Regions from separate parts of the Mus musculus genome. Here region 2 is linked to region 1. The links are chromatin contacts, called in public Hi-C maps. All regions are on one chromosome and are shown on one strand. The core of a region is the stretch at or near the end of the contact, and the rest is flanking DNA. Distances in the headings are between cores, read along the strand shown.

Region 1 (4,935 bases), core at 702-3,201:
ATACCTTGTTGGAATGGTGAAACTCAAAGGGATATCTGAGAGCTTGAGCATTGAGCTTGCCTGGGCTGAAAGCAGGTATAGAATGTTGTTATGTTATCACTGATAACGGCCAACAGGACACTGCACACACGAAGAGAAGATCCCAAGTCAACAGACGTGCGACTGGGAATCAGTTTCTATGTGGAACAACTCGACAGGGTAAACGGGGTGAGCAAAAAGACAGCTTATTTAAGAATTTGGCCATTAATTCACCTGACCAAAGGAAAGGCAAATTTACAAATTTCAAAAACTGGCAAGGCATTTTAGAGGGAGGGGCGAGACACAAGGGAATTCAACTCAGTGCAGTTCTTCATACCTTTAGCCCCATCTCTCAGGGGCCAGGGCCAACAAGACCTCTAAGAGAGCCCAGCCAAGGCTACATTGAGAGCTCTACCTCAACACTCAAACACAAAAGGAATCCAACCTGCCCTCAACTAAATGTTCATTACAAAAATATCCACTGATGTTCATGATATGTCAGACAAGGTTTGAATCGCCACACACTGTAAAGCTGGAGAAACAAGAGCAGCATGGCATTACCACAGGAAGTAGGTCACTGCTAGCAGTTCAGAAGGTCTCAAGAATACACGGGCGCCAAGTGTTCACCATATACCAGCACTTGACAGGAAGAAAAAGAACAGAACTCGACAAATTGGGATGAAGTCATTGGCCAGTAATAACCAAGAAGGCACAGCATTATTTATCTCACACCAAAGTTGAGTAAGACAACAAACCATGGGGCACGTGCACGGAGGGGGGTGGGGGTTAGTCACAATCCATATTATGAAAGACCCAAGAGGACTCCAAACTTAGAACAGCGAAGACGGCAAATAGTAACGCTTCCAAGCTGAGAAGACTGGGCAGTGGCTTGGTAAAGATTCGACGACCATATTTGAAAGCAAAACATCAGCTGTAAACAACACTGTAAGACAGCAGCAACAGGACCACAAACAACCAGGTCTTAGGCCCTGACCTCTCTGACTTTGAAAACAAAGACGGAATAGGGTTCAAAAGAGCCAAAACGTGGGACAGGAATTTTTCAAATTGGTACGCAAGTCTGGAAATAATGGAATTCAATGACTACTCAAGACTGTCTAATTCTTAGCGCCACTAGATGAGACTTCACTTCCACCCAAGACTTACTCCAAGACAGAGGAGTGCGAGGGACCCTGTACTCATTAATCGTGTAGGACGAGAGAGTGGGCAAGATAAGCAGTGTGCCTGCCTTAGGATCTCCTCAGAGTGTGCGCAGGAAGCAGAGGGAGCAGGTGGCTCCCAACAGAGCAGACCAGTGGGCCACAGCCAGCTAACTTCCTGACCCTTTGTGGATTACAAGTAGAACTGACTGCTGACAGCTCTGGGACTAAGAGCACTTGGGAAGCCGATGAAATGCAGAACCAACCCCATCGCCAAACATAGTTGACAAGTGGCTGGGCCCACCCCAGACGATGGAAAGAAGGCTGCAGCCTGGCATCTCCTGGCTCGAGCCTGCCTGGACAGAAACCTTCCCGCGTGAGAGGGAAGTCAGGGCTGCGCAGCCTGCAGGCCCAGCGTCCGCAGCTCGCCGTGAGCGTGCCAGGCCCAAGAGAGCCGCGACAGGAGGCGGCGGCACCCACGTCCGGTCTCCGCCAGCACAGCGGCGCAGCACCATAGGCACGCGTGGGCCCAGAGCCTCCGCCCCGCGCTCCCCAGAGTGGCGCGCGCCCGGCCCCGCCCACGCCGAGGGGGGAACGTCGAGACCTTGAAGAGGGAGGAAGGAAGAAAGCGCCGTACCCTGCAGGGTCCGGAACTGGGCGAACAGAGCTTCGCCGCAAGCCCGCAGCGTGGGCAGCAGGAGACGGCTCCCAGTATCCCGTGCTGCTGCCGCGGCGGCGGGCCCGGCCCAGCGCGACCCGGAAGGAAGACCGAGGCCGGGAGGCGGGGCGGGGCCGGAGGCGGGGCGGGGCCTGGCGAAGGGCGGGGCCAGGGTCGGGCTGGCTGCTGCCGGATTGCCCTGGTTGTTTGAGCTGATTAGCCAGGCCAGTGGTGCTTTAGAAATGGCCTGTTTGCTCGGGGACTGGCAGCGGGTTGCAGAACCTTTACGCTACTCATCCTGCCAAAGATAGCCCTCCAGAAGTAATGTAGTTCTGCTGGAGCTTCTTCGGACTTGGTGACTCAACCCAAGTATTATGCAAAAAAGCACTTCAGCACAGGAGCACTAGAAAGAGAACTTCTAGAGCAGTAAAAGTTCTCAGCAGGCACAATCCACCAATTAATATACAAATTCTTCAGCCCTCAGAAACAAACCTTCCCTGCAGGCGCATATTCACCTGACCACCTGTGATGAAGATGCTGTCACGGGTCTCCCTTAAGTCTCCATTTCTTTTCAAATGAACCTTTCTTCAGTTGTCGTTACATCTGTCTTTCCACAAGGTTTCCATTAATAAAAAAAAACTTTAAGATTTATTTTAATTTTTTATTAATCTGTGTGTGTGTGTGTGTGTGTGTGTGTGTGCTGTTCATGCGCACACATGTGTTCAGGTGCCATTGAAGGCAGAAGAGATCAGATATCCTGGAGCTGAAATTACAGGCATTTGTGAGCTGTCAGAAGTGGATTCTGGGAACCAAACAGGGTCTCTGAAAGAGCTGTCTCTCCAGCCCTATTTATGGGAAACTCAATAATATGCTGAACCACTCATGATTTCCAATTTTCTCTTGAAGAAGCAAAATAGAAAGAATACTTGTTAATTTTATGTTACTTTCTTTTCCATCGCTGTAACAAAACATCACAGCCAAAACAATGAGACTTGGGATTCCAGATGGTTAAGAATCACTTACATACCCGGAGCACTGCAGCAAGCACCAGGTATGGTGGCACAAACAACTAAGAGCTCACATCTCCAACTGCAAACAACGAAGTACAAAGAACCAACTCGAAACAGGTAAGTCTTTGATCTGTCAAAGCCAGGCCCAATGACTGACTTCCATCAGCAAAGCCATACCTCCTCCACCTCCCCAAACAGACCAACTAGGAACCACATATTGAAAGGCCCCAGCATATAAAAGTATCTCATCCAGACCACCACATGAAGTGAAACAATTATGCTATGCTGTGTAATCTACACAAAAGTGAAATTTTAATCAAAAACTTCAAACTCAATTTCCATCTTCCATTCTTAACTGTGACACTATCTGGTGAGCTAGGTTCTAAAAGGAGAGGGTTAGAACTGGGTGTGGTGGAGCATGTCTTTAATCCCAGCCATTGGGGGGCAGAGGCAGGCAGATGTCAGTGAGTTCAAGGCCAGCAGGAAGAGCATTCCATCTCTTTAACACCAAGGGCAGCTGTGAGGTCAGCTTGTCTGTCATCTCAATCTGTTCATCACAGAGTTTTTGTAAATCTGAATATTTATTCTAAAATAAAATCTGTGTTTAAATCATGCTAATTTATTAAAAATAAAAAACCTGACCCTTTTATATTTTCTGATAAGACTTCAGTTAATGCGTATAAAGAACTCAAACTCCATTTAAACTACAGAAGTTACTCATTCTAAAATGAAGTGTGTGTTTTTAAGCAAAGACCTTCATTTAGTCTTTTATTCACTCTCCACACTTCTTTCTTCACTATATTTATTTTTTTTAATTTAATTTTTTTTTTTTTACTTATTCACTTTACATCCTGCTGATTGCCCCACTCTTGGTTATCCCCTCCCACAATCCTTCTCCCATCCCTTCCTCCCCTTCTCCTCTGAGAGGGTAGAGGCCCTCTAGGTATTTCCCAACCCTGGCACTTCTGCGAGGCTAATCACTCCCTCTCCAATTGAAGCCAGATAAGGCAGCCCAGCTAGAAAATATCCCACAGACGGGCAATAGCTTTGGGGATAGCATCCGCTCTAGTTGGTTAGGACACACATGAAGACAAGCTGTAAATCTGCTACATGTGTGTGGGAAGGCCTAGGTCCAGCCTGTGTATCTTCTTTGGTTGGTAGTTCAGACTCTGAGAACCTCAAGTGTCCTGGTTAGTTGACTCTGTTGGTCTTCCTGTGGAGTTCCTATCCCCTTCAGGGCTGCAATCCTTCCTCCCTTTCTTCCATAAGAGTCTCCAAGCTCCATCCACTGTTTGGCTGTGGGTGTCTGCATCTGTCTGAGTCAGCTGCTGGGTGGAGACTCTCAGAGGACAACATGCTCCTGTCTACAAGCATAACAGAATATCATTAAGTATCAACGGTTGGTGCTCACCCATGGGATGGGCCCCAAGTTGAAGTATGGTTTCTAACTGAAACGTAAAGCATATTCAGAAAAGGACACAAAAGCTGGATGTAGTGGATGTCCATCGGTAATCCGAGCACTTGGGAGACAGGTAGAAGGACCAGGAATTCGAGGAAAGTCTCAGTTACACAGCAAAGTCAGTGCCTTCCTGCAATAAATGAGTTAGACTTTGTCTTCAAAAAGGAAAAATATAGAGAGGAACGGGAAAGGGAAAAAAGAAACTGACACAAAAATAACTGTACAGTTGGATAAAAATAGGTACACACTCACACAATCAGTCCTCAGATAAAAACTGGATAATTACTGGTGAGAAGTCCCCATATGTCCTTCTGATCTTTTCCCATTGCCCTGTCCCCAAAGTTAGCATTATTCTGACTTTTTAAAAAAGAGTGTTTGCTCAAAACAACCCTGAGATTCCACCTTACAGCAGTCAAAATGACTAAGATCAAAAACTCAAGTGACAGCAGATGCTGGCAAAGATGAAGAGAAAGAGGAACACTTTTCCACTGCTGGTGGAATTGCAAGCTGGTACAACCACTCTGGAAATCAGTCTGGCTGTTCCCTAGAAAAGTGGACATAGTACTACTGGAAGATTCAGCTATACCACTCCTGAGCATATACCCAGAAGATGCTCCAACATGTAATAAGGAT
Region 2 (4,935 bases), core at 757-3,256, 36 kb before region 1:
GTTTTACAGATTAGAAAAGTGACTTCACAGAAATAAATGAAGTCTTAGAACTAGAAGCTTTGGTCTTACTTCCTTGAGATCTTTGCTAAGGGGCAAAGCACTTTTATCTAGATTTCCTTTTCATATATGAGTTAAAATAACTGGGCATTTTTCTTTCTTTGCTGCCATCATAAAAAAACTTTTTCCTCCAAAGAATTTATAGAGGAGTGTCAAACTAGTCACCCGAAACCTCGTCACTAACAAACAGGAAGACTTCGAGTGACCTGATGATAGTCAGAAAGCACAACAAAGACATGACCCCTTACACTGCCACTTTGCTTTTGATTTTCTTCCCTCCAAGGCTCAGATATGCATATTTTCACTCTGAGCAGGCTACCTAATCAATATGTTCACATTCTCTCTTCCCAACTTTACATAATATATTGATTTCATAAAGGCAGTAGCAACAGCCTCAACTGACCATACATGAATCATTTCTTAATGCGCCTCATGGAAGTTTTATTTCATGCAGTTACATGGCTATTTTTCATTGATCAACTAGTTACTCATTTCAATCATGAGATGGGTCACTTGGAAGGAGAATAACTTATCCAGCCTGCTTGTTCTACATCGTGAATCCTTATCTACTGTTACTTGATATTGAGGGGTTTACTTACTTCCTTTTTAGAACTTCATTTTAATTTTTTCCCTTTATTAAAAATAGATTATTTTCTCATATAATATATCCTGATGACATTTTACCCTCTCTACTCCTCCAAGTCTTTCCCCAGCTTCCCTCCCAACCTCATCTACTCTCTTTCTGTCTCTCATTAGAAAAGAACCAATTTCTAAGAGGTAACAACAAAACATAACAAAAGAGTATATAATAAGATAAAACAAAAACAAAAGCCATCATATGAAAGGTAGGACAAGGCAAATCCAATAAAAGGATAAGAGTGCAAGAGAAGATACAAGAATCAAAGACACACTCATTCACAAACTCAGGAATGCCATAAAAACAGAAACAGAAGCGAAAAATATGCGCAGAGAACCAGTGAAGAACCCTGAAGGCCCTGTCCATTCCCGACAGTGCTTACACTCCTTTTCTATGGGGTTCCCTAAATTCTGAGGTGCTGGGAGCTGAAGGAGACATCCCATCATTCCTTCCAAGGTCTCTCTAAGAGTTTTATGAGCCTACATTCAGATAAAGACGCCTGAGCTAGGTCTGCTGCTATTAGATGCGCTGGCGGTGCTGTTGTGGAAGGCTGTATAACCTTTAGAGCATGGAACTTCACTGGAGGTCGTGAACCACTGGCGTTGTGCTGCAGAGCAAGGGGATAGAGCTTTCTGTCTCTAGTTTGTACTCTCTCTACTTCCTCGGTGTGGATATACAGCCAGCCTCTGCCCCTGCTACCATGCCTTCCCCATCTACTGCCACAGACAGACTGTGCCCCTCTGAAAATGTAAAACAAAATAAGCCCCTTCCCTCAAAAGGGCCTTTTATCTTAGCAACAAGAAATCAAACAAGGCAATAAATGACAAGGTCCTCGAATCTAAAAAGCACCCCAAATGCTTCCTGACAAAATGAGTCTGAGGGGTAAAATCCTGCATAGAGGGAGGAGCATCAGAGAGACGCAGCACCCACTGAAAGAAAGACAGCACTGCTAAAATGGAGCTAGGCTTTTAAACAGCATAATATGATACAATTTAAAACACAGACAGGCAGGGAGGCGAGTGAATGCACAAGACCTAAGAGACAGGGATGTGTAAGCAAAGGAGAATTAGAGAGAATTGATTTTAACAAGTGGTGGTACACATGGGCAGTACTCATAAATTTGACACTAGAAGTAGGTTTTAATAACTGATTAAATTCTTTCTTTATTTCAATTTAAGCAGCTTTTCTGTTCTCATGACCAAAGTCCCTAGAAGGCTGTTTAAAACGCACCGAGCTCTCACTTCCCCAGATGAGGTTTCAGGCCACAGGAGCAGCACAGCTTCTTCCCAGCCTCCCCCGCACAGCTCACCAGCGGCCGCTACTGTCATGTGCTCTGCTGCTTTGAAATAGTATATAAAGAAATCCTCAGACTAATGTGTATAAATAGACCACCACTTCTTCATAGATGATTCATTAATAATCAAGTCATGCATATTTATTGTTTATTTTGAGAAGGCTGCCTCCGAGTCATAATGACTGTCACTTCAGTCAAGTCAAAGAACCCAAAGCAATCAGCAGACAAAGTTCCAGCATGCCCTTAAGAACCCTTTCTCTTTGTGTTTAAACACACTTCTAAATGTGAACAGTGGCTGCGGCTGAAAGGGATGCTAGCAAAAAATGTGTGGTTTGACGGGCTAAACCACCACAGTACAATCTGGGTAACGACAACGGATAAGTCTGTCATCGCAGATGGCGGCAGAGCAAGGAATCCAGGTGAACTAGAAGCCAGAAGCAGAGCTGCTAGGGACAAAGCTGGAGCTCTGACTGACACACAAGACCTTACCCACTGCCAGTCCCACTGAACAGGACTGCTGGGATTTCTCCTCACAACCGCCTCTTCTCTTTCCTAGTCAAGCTACAGAGTTTTGAAGAACTTGTTTAATAGAACCGTTACAGTACACTCACTGCTGTTATGGTCACAGACATCACTGTGCCAAAGTCAGACCTCACCACCATTGTCTCACAAGCTGCCACCTGTCACTTTTTATGAAAGTAAGCAACGTGTTTATCTTCATGTTTTTCTTCTCCATAGAACAAAGGGTTAACTTAGACATCACAAATAACCTTCTACATGGTTGACAACTTCTGCTACCATGCCTTGATTCATAGGGTGAAAACAGGCCCCACTTAATGTTGTTTTTCTTACACGTATTTACACGTATGTGGGTGCATACACACCCTGGCACCCGTGAAGATCAGAGGACAAGTTGACAACTTCTCTCTTGTGGATCCCAGGGATCTGCGAGAGTTGTCAGCTTAGGCAGCGAGTGCCTTTATCCTCTAAGCCATCTTGCCAAACCCTAAATTCCTAATTTTAAAAACAGAAAATTAATTTCTCTAGTGCAAATCAGTGACACAAGAACTAGACCTTTATAACATAAAGCAACGTTTACTGACACCACTTGTCTGTCTCATACTGTCTCCCTTAGTTTATGGTCAACAATACATGCTCAAAACAGCCATGGGCAGTTTCAGTTCTTACTGGTCTTAGTAGTGAGAACAATTTGCAGGTGGAATGTTTTTGAAGTAGAGAGAACTAGCATTGGACTAAGGCCTCACTAGAATTTAAGCATCCCAATACAAAAACCTAGGCTGCCAAGTAATTGGAAAGGTGCTGGAGGGTCTCAGAGGTGACCTCAGAAGCAAAGCCTATCTCGCTTTCTCTCTTCCCTCTTTCTCACATGGACTGAGTCACAGGAAGCAGTATTCCTCTTGCCCAACACAATTTAACCCACAAAGCCTAATCCTACTATGCTACCTTTTCCTTGCCTATGCTGCCCTCCTGCCATAGAAAGTTCTGTAGCTGGCCCTTGCAACACATCCCTGCAATCCCAGCTGTTTAGGAATCTGAAGCAGAAAATCCCAAGACAGAATTCTACTTGGGCTACAAAACAATTTCAGGGCCACCAGGGTTACTTAGCAAGATCTTTTGCAAACAATAGTAATAAAAAGAGCTGGGATTGTACAGATCCATGCAAGATAAAGGAGCATTTATTCATTTAAAATAACAGATATTGTCTCCAAAGTTTCCACTCCATGTTTAACTTTATAAAAATGATAGAGTCATATAACACATACAAGAACAATCATCCAAGTTAAGAGAAAAGCACCTGTTTGTATCCTAAGAAAAATTACTATGGCATTACTAAATGAATATGCACTTTTGCTAGCTTTCAAATGTTTAACAGGTGACATTTAATAGTAAGGAAACTAAATGCTTAAATAGAAAGGAGCAGAAACACCTGGGCAGGTCTGCAAGCATCGTCCTCTATTTAGAATGCAATTTCATTTTCAACATAATTAGCTTAAATGAGCTTCTAAATTTGGGTGATGTATTGCACATGTAATTAAGATTTAATTAAAAATGTTCTGTAATAAATTGTTTTCCATTTCTGACAAATCACATTAGAGAGGTAGATTTTGATTTGGAAATAGTTTTTTAAATGTGTTAATCATCTGTGCTGAAAATATGAGAAAGAAAAAAAGCAGTTCGGTTGAAAGTCACTTGGGATTTAAATAAGAAGTAAAGAATACAGCTGGCCCTTACATCACTATGAAGTTTAGCTGAGGATGGATAGCACTAATTCATTTTTATAAATATCAGTCTTTTTATTCTTATTAAATATACAAATACAGTTTAAAATTTGTACTGTGAACATTCTTATATACAAGTCTAGACTCTTGATTAAAAAGCTGCAACAAGGTTTTGTACCTACCTGCTAAATCCTGATACAGAGATGAACCCTCTGTTGCCAGTCCAAGACAGATTAAGCCACTGGACAAGCACACAGCGAGCCTGTAGGAACTCCAGTGACGTGTCGTCCAGCCGGGCCCAGTATGGCTGCAGGTTGAGGTGGATATATTGCAGAGGATCACAGCAATGCTGGTGGAGAAGCCTGCAAGTCTGGGCTAATCTACACAGGTCTGGTAGTGAAAGATGATTCAGAATCAGTTGAATGAGCTATATAAAACAGAAAGCCAAGATCATCAACAGTGAAGGACAGTATCGCTTAAACACACACACACACACACACACACACACACACACAGAATGTGGGCTAATAAAGGGCAGTAAAACTGCTTCAAACATTATCTTTACAAAGTAGATAAATCAACATTTACCACATTATCCAACACATACATTAGATCGCATTTCATTTAAGAATTGCTCAATTTCTCATTTTTATATAGCACAAAGATATACGCACTGGTAATTGTTGAAATAATAAAAATTTTCATAG

What was found. Hi-C and Micro-C count contacts between places; a contact is called where the count stands out from the background.
Region 2: a Hi-C map of bone marrow-derived macrophages shows a contact between it and region 1, with 1.7 times the contacts expected there. The contact joins the enhancer-like site here to the promoter of Fbxl4 in region 1. A contact is called at or near these places in 1 of 39 promoter capture datasets (the C10 cell line), 8 of 484 Hi-C or Micro-C datasets (B cells, bone marrow-derived macrophages, centroblasts and 4 more), 3 of 115 datasets of contacts at active chromatin or transcription factors (bone marrow-derived macrophages, embryonic stem cells and memory CD8 T cells) and 3 of 9 other capture datasets (adipose tissue, embryonic stem cells and liver).

What each region holds. Positions count from the first base shown.
Region 1 is chr4:22,354,559-22,359,493 of GRCm38.p6, reverse strand. Fbxl4 (F-box and leucine-rich repeat protein 4) reads right to left here and starts at 1,951. Exons shown (of 9, transcript NM_172988.4): 1 at 1,813-1,951.
Region 2 is chr4:22,390,397-22,395,331 of GRCm38.p6, reverse strand. It overlaps Fbxl4 (F-box and leucine-rich repeat protein 4), which reads right to left. Exons shown (of 9, transcript NM_172988.4): 5 at 4,411-4,655. Among named protein-coding and RNA genes, the nearest start is that of Gm24607, 3.7 kb to the left of the region's middle. Within about 2 kb of position 2,006, at least 30 of the 459 cell types and tissues checked have an H3K27ac peak or open chromatin away from gene starts, as enhancers often do. A contact at or near this core is called in bone marrow-derived macrophages and macrophages, where this site is marked.